Linked DNA regions of Sus scrofa: region 1 is linked to region 2. The links are chromatin contacts, called in public HiChIP or PLAC-seq maps. All regions are on one chromosome and are shown on one strand. Each heading gives the region's core, a stretch centred on a gene start, on an enhancer-like site or on the middle of the called end of the contact. The rest is flanking DNA. Distances are from core to core; before and after follow the strand shown. Region 1 holds the start of MYH1 (myosin, heavy chain 1, skeletal muscle, adult). Region 2 holds the start of MYH4 (myosin, heavy chain 4, skeletal muscle).

What was found. HiChIP or PLAC-seq counts read pairs in DNA pulled down with a chosen protein or histone mark.
Region 1: an H3K27ac HiChIP or PLAC-seq map of skeletal muscle shows a contact between it and region 2. The contact joins the promoter of MYH1 here to the promoter of MYH4 in region 2. A contact is called at or near these places in 6 of 47 Hi-C or Micro-C datasets (embryonic fibroblasts, epiblast stem cells, fetal skeletal muscle and 3 more) and 1 of 2 datasets of contacts at active chromatin or transcription factors (skeletal muscle).

The regions. Positions count from the first base shown.
Region 1 is chr12:55,247,828-55,250,969 of Sscrofa11.1, reverse strand. MYH1 (myosin, heavy chain 1, skeletal muscle, adult) reads left to right here and starts at 1,628. Exons shown (of 38, transcript NM_001104951.1): 1 at 1,628-1,869; 2 at 1,962-2,105; 3 at 2,221-2,377. The coding sequence starts at 1,666.
Region 2 is chr12:55,214,562-55,217,392 of Sscrofa11.1, reverse strand. MYH4 (myosin, heavy chain 4, skeletal muscle) reads left to right here and starts at 1,442. Exons shown (of 39, transcript NM_001123141.1): 1 at 1,442-1,455.

The DNA.
Region 1 (3,142 bases), core at 379-2,878, 33 kb before region 2:
GCACCAACTTACTCTGCAGCAATTTTAATTAGATGTTTAGGGTCCCAGTCATTTCTTGCTTCTCAGTTCAGACTCATTCATGCTATTATTGGGAATTGTTAGAATTTAATCAGAAGAAATTTGCTCTTTTTCTTACAGTTCTGCCCCACTTCAAGGTTGCATCTCAAAGGTAAGATAATGGTTTCTTTTTCTCATGGCTTGCAGGGTGCAAGAAATCTTCTGCAGTGGTTTGAAGAGTGATCAGGAAGTTATGAATTAAAAGTATTTCAATTTCATGGCTGTTTATGCTTCCCTTGAAAAACTATGAGGGGAGCTTTAGACACTGGTTTTCATTCATTTATACATTTTGCAATACTTGAAATGTTTTCTGAGAATCTTTAGAAGTTTTTAGATACAATTTTTCCTATTTAGAGCATTGCAGATTTTTTAAATTGAATTATAACACGCAATACATTTCAGTGTTATTATTCATTTATAGAGAAAATGTAAATTTCCTAGACTACAGCTTTTACTCAAAACTATATATAATATAAAAAAATCTTAAGATACTGTCTAAATGGGTGAATGGAATGGATTGAGCTGAAACCTGCATGTTGCTCCATACTCTGTAAAATGGACTTTTTAAAAAATATGGTATGAAAACTGACTCAGCATTTTTAGAAAGACAAAGGATTTTAACTGTGCTACTAAATCACTGTAGTTTGAATAGACAAATATTGCAACTACACGAGTGCTTTGAGTTTCCTGGAAAAGACATCTTTATTATTATAAAACTGGTGACATATGATCACTATTGAAGGATTAATGAATGTTCAAGTGGCAAGGGCTGGATCTTGAAAAGAAAGTTTCAATTTTTATGAGTGTTGTTAATAAAGGAAGAAAACATAAATAACAACATTTTATAGAAGTCACTGAGAAATACTAAAGACAGGTGAAGAAGCTGAGTGTCAACATTATGATAGGAACAAGAGAAATTGATATATGACAGAATATTTTTAACGAAACAGTGCAAAACAAAGCTCCTCACGTTCCTGCTTTCCTTTATTAGGTAGTTGTTTTTAAATCCCAAATCTATAATGAAAAGGTCTTCACCATGTACTAAGTAGTTCCTATAATTTCAGCAACATATTTCTATTGATATTTTACTTTACAAAGCTGGCTTTGGTCCTTCCCCATAGCCCTGACATGTGTTCTAAGATGCATGAAGGATGCTGCAGAAGGAAAATACTCTGCCCAAGTGGTGCTTATAAATCAAATGGAAGATAAAAACTATGAGTAAAAGCGTTGGAGAAGCATCTTAGCATTGTTTCTGTATAAGATGATCAATCATAGAGGACTTCTAAAGATGAATACAAAAAATGAAACAGAGAAAGGAGCTATAATATGATACAGTATATGAGCCAGAAACAACAGACTCTTTTGAAACACAAGAATGAGTATCTGTCAGCACTGGCACAGAATACAGAGGGTGACATTTCACCTGCAGTCAAGCCAGGGAAGTGGTCATACCCAGCAAGATGCTAGCACTCAGCTGGTCAGGGAAGAAAGAAGGTCTTGCTTTTTTTTTTTTAACAAGAATCTAATGGTCCAGTTTCTGAATTTCTCATCTTTTCTTTCTCTGCCGGGCAGGGTCTTTGACTGGGCTGCCATCAATAACCCGCAGCCATGAGTTCCGACCAGGAAATGGCTATTTTTGGGGAGGCTGCTCCTTACCTCCGAAAGTCTGAAAAGGAGCGCATTGAGGCCCAGAATAAACCTTTTGATGCCAAAACGTCAGTCTTTGTGGCGGAGCCCAAGGAATCCTTTGTCAAAGGGACTGTCCAGAGCAGAGAAGGAGGGAAAGTGACAGTGAAGACGGAAGCAGGGGCGGTGAGTAGAGCCCCAGAAGCCGATCACATTCTACTGAGTGTTTCTGTCTGGCCACTCGACTGACATCAATGCTTATCTTTCCTGTCTCCCAGACTTTGACAGTGAAAGAAGACCAGGTGTTCCCCATGAACCCTCCCAAATTTGACAAGATCGAGGACATGGCCATGATGACCCACCTGCACGAGCCCGCTGTGCTGTACAACCTCAAAGAGCGTTACGCAGCCTGGATGATCTACGTGAGTTCATCCCCGTGGCCTTCCGCTCATGCGGGTCGTTCATGTTTGGAAAAACAGAACGTTACTGAGATCCCCAGCAAATAATTCTACGCCCTTTTGTTTCTTTATGGTACAGACCTACTCGGGCCTCTTCTGTGTCACCGTCAACCCCTACAAGTGGCTGCCGGTGTACAACGCCGAGGTGGTGACGGCCTACAGAGGCAAAAAGCGCCAGGAGGCCCCGCCCCACATCTTCTCCATCTCCGACAACGCCTATCAGTTCATGCTGACTGGTGAGTGGCCCAACCATGGTTCATACAAATTATTTTGCCACCTATAATCCCAAAATGTTAACGCTAAAACAATCCTCAGGAGTCATCAGATCCCACCACCAGGTTGCACAGAAGAGGTGACTTAAAGCACAGAGAGGAAGACACTGGTAATGGGGACAAAGACTCAGTTCTCTTGGTTCCAGATCCACAACCTGACTAGGCCACGCTACTCTTCCATCCCTCTTACGTTTGACTGATTATAGTCTCCTGGCTTGGAATACATGATTTATCTTAAATATTTAAGTAACAAAAGATTGAGTAACTGCTGAGTAGTATTGTCTAATAGAAATGAAAAATGTGTACTCAATCCTTTTTTTTAATCTAAGTTGCTTGCTGATTATGGATAGATACAGATACTTTTAGGATGTACTGTTATTTCATTAAAGTCATCAGAACCGATTTAAGAAATGATATTGTCTCCTTGAACGAAGATGATATTTGGGGCTACATTATATAAACAGCAGTACTTACTGTTCCCCTTTAAAAGGACTGCATTCTGATTGAGGTACCCTCTCTCGCCTGATCTTTCTTTGTCCCAATGGTATACTTTTGGGAGGCTGATGAGAGTTGGGGTTGGAGTGTGTGATCTGGAGATAGAGGACGCTGTGTCTGATGAATTGATCCATTTAGAAACTAAATCTCAATCTTGGCTTGATTAAGACTATTTAAACCTATGAAACAGAGTCCAAACCCTTAGCATATTATGCATCTTTCTGTTACATGCAT
Region 2 (2,831 bases), core at 193-2,692:
AAAAAAAAAGCCTGATCATCTATTCCACAGTATTGTATCAAAAGAAATAAAAACTATAAAAGATTCAATCTCTGAAGGTATGAAAAAGAAATTCTATGTCAGTAGGATGCTTGCAAACAGTGATCATATTAGTCAGTAACTTAAGCTAGGAGATGACAGCCAAAAATATTACATCAGATCTAGGTGACACACTTAGCGTGGACAGATTTGCTGTTACATTCAGCAGCAGCTGTGTCTGTGGCAAAACCACCAAAACCCAATTTACAAGCATCGTGGGCATATGTGATAGCCCCCTTATGTTCTCAACCCACAAAGAGTCCTGTGGGTATCACATCTCTCCTCCCACCTTAAATAAAAATACGTATTACCCACCTCATTAGAGCTACTGCTAGTCATGAGGATTTGCCTGTGAACTAGGAATGCATATTGATGCCTCCTTCCATCATTATGCGGTAGAAACACACATAGAACATCACACGGACTCCTGCAGTCCCCCCAGTGAAAACATGTGAGCTCAAGACAGCCACGGCAAGCTCTCCAGAAAAGGAAAAGAAGTGTTTCTATCTATTCTAAATCCCTTATGGCTCCCCCACTGGTCTGTCACCATGGCTTAGCCCGAGAATCTGCCTAAACTTTCTCCTTCATGCTTAGTCTTTTAGACTTTAAAAAAATCTATCATCAGTATTTCTAAAATCCAGACCCAGGCTAGGAGTTTTCTGCTTTAATACCAATCATGTTGTCAGAGCTAAAACTCATCCCAGCTCCTCAATGGCCCTAAGCACTAACAAATCAATTAGTTCTCAACTCCTCGTGTCTGGCTCATTCTGTCGGACCAATTTTACAGGCAGGAGAGTAAGTGGGAACCTGGCTTTCAACTCAGTGATGAATGATGGAACAGCAAAGCTGGAGAAATAGCCTTAGAAGCCCTGAATCTCCATCCCTATCAAATGCCTCAAAAGAACCCTAGATGATCCTCTGTCAAATTATTTATAGGTGTCAAGAAATATTTCTAATTATATCCATTCACAGCCACAGTCAGTGAATATTGTGCAAAGAGATTGCCAAAAAAGGTTTGCCAAGTAGGTTCCCAGCTGGGACAGCTGAGGTGGCTGCTGTGTTTGCAAAATGGTCTCTATAAAAGTGGAGCTGAGATGCCTCTGTCCTGTCCTTCCTCAAAACACTTTAAGGTATGTATATGTAGAAGAACACTTGGCTAGCTTTGCATCCCTCACACAAACAATTATTCACTTAAGGGAGATGGCCACTGTTTCCCAAATTTTAATTTTTCTTTCTAACATTCCTAAGGATGACGTCATACACAATATAGTTTCTAGTACTATGTGATTAAAATGGAAAAAATAAAATAAAAGAATCCACATTCTCTTGTTTGTTTTTTCTTTCAACAGTAGTTGTCTGCCTTGAGCCTGCCACCGTCTTCATCTGGTAACATAAGAGGTAAGAGTAATTTATTATTACACTCTCAAGAACAGGGAGATGTCTATACTGCTAAGTCTTAAAGAACTCCCGTCTCATCTTCTAGTTTAGCACTGGGAATACGATACCAAAAGGAGTTCTCCTATAAAAATGGCATCTCATACAATTTTGACTTTTCAGACCTCTTAACCACACAAAATCTAGTGACTCTTCTCTTTCACATGTTGTGAGAACTTCAGAAAGACTGCAAGGATCACACGTAATATTTAATAAGAACTATTACTGCAACTTAACCAATGTGGATATATCAGAGAGACTGAGTGATAAAATCAACACTGTTGATCTGAAAGTCAAAATCTCCAGGTGTCAATCCAGGCTTTTCACCGACTGTGGTTGCCTGGGTCCAGCCAGTTGGCTTTTATGTATCTTGAAGTACAGTGTGTTGCAGTGGAATAGCACTGTACCTAGAGTGAGGAGAACAGGGCTCATTCCCCAGCACTACCACTTCCACCTCTGCAACACTCAATGACCCTTCTGGGCCTTAGTTTCCTCATCAGTCAAGTGAGGAGGCTGAATTCTATTTGACTACTAAGCTTCCTCCGGCTCTTATAATCTAGGATCTAAGTCAGTGGTGTTCAAGGGCTCTTCCATGGGATCAAAATATTTAAAAGACTTCACCCAACTCCACATGTTGGGACCTGTACTTTTACCGTTATGTCAGGAATATACATGATGATGAAAGCCTTCTATACATTTAATAGTTATTTTGGGAGTTCCCACTGTGCTGCAGTGGGTTAATAATTTGACTGCAGCAGCTCAGGTATCTGTGGAGGCACGTGTCTGATCCCCCACCCAGTGCAATGGCTTCAAGGATCTGGCTTTCCTGCAGCATAGATCACAGCTGCAACTTGGATTCAGTACCTGGCCTGGGAACTTCCATATACTATGGGTGCAGCCATAAAAATAAATAAATAAATAAATAAATAATAACAATTATTTTGAACACATTTATAGTTAATACAGTAGCTATATTCATCACAAGAAGAGAAAGCATGGTTTGGGAATGTTGTTTGAACTCAAAGCTATTATCACTGTCCAAATGGACTCAATGACGCTGAGGAACCTTGGGGGTTTGTGACCCACAAGTTAGGAGATGACTGATCTCAGACATGAGATGGGAAGAGCAGTGTCTTTTCTGTGCTTTGTGGATACACTGTACCGTAGTAATCGCTACAAGGTAGTATGCTCTTAATTCAAAATTGTCAGGTATAAAAACAAACACAGAAACAAAAAAATAGCATTTCTCCTTCCAAGAAAAACCTTAGCATTAAATGTTCCAATATTTGAAAATATGTCTAAATTTCAGGATTATTAAGAGATTGTAATAGATACAAACT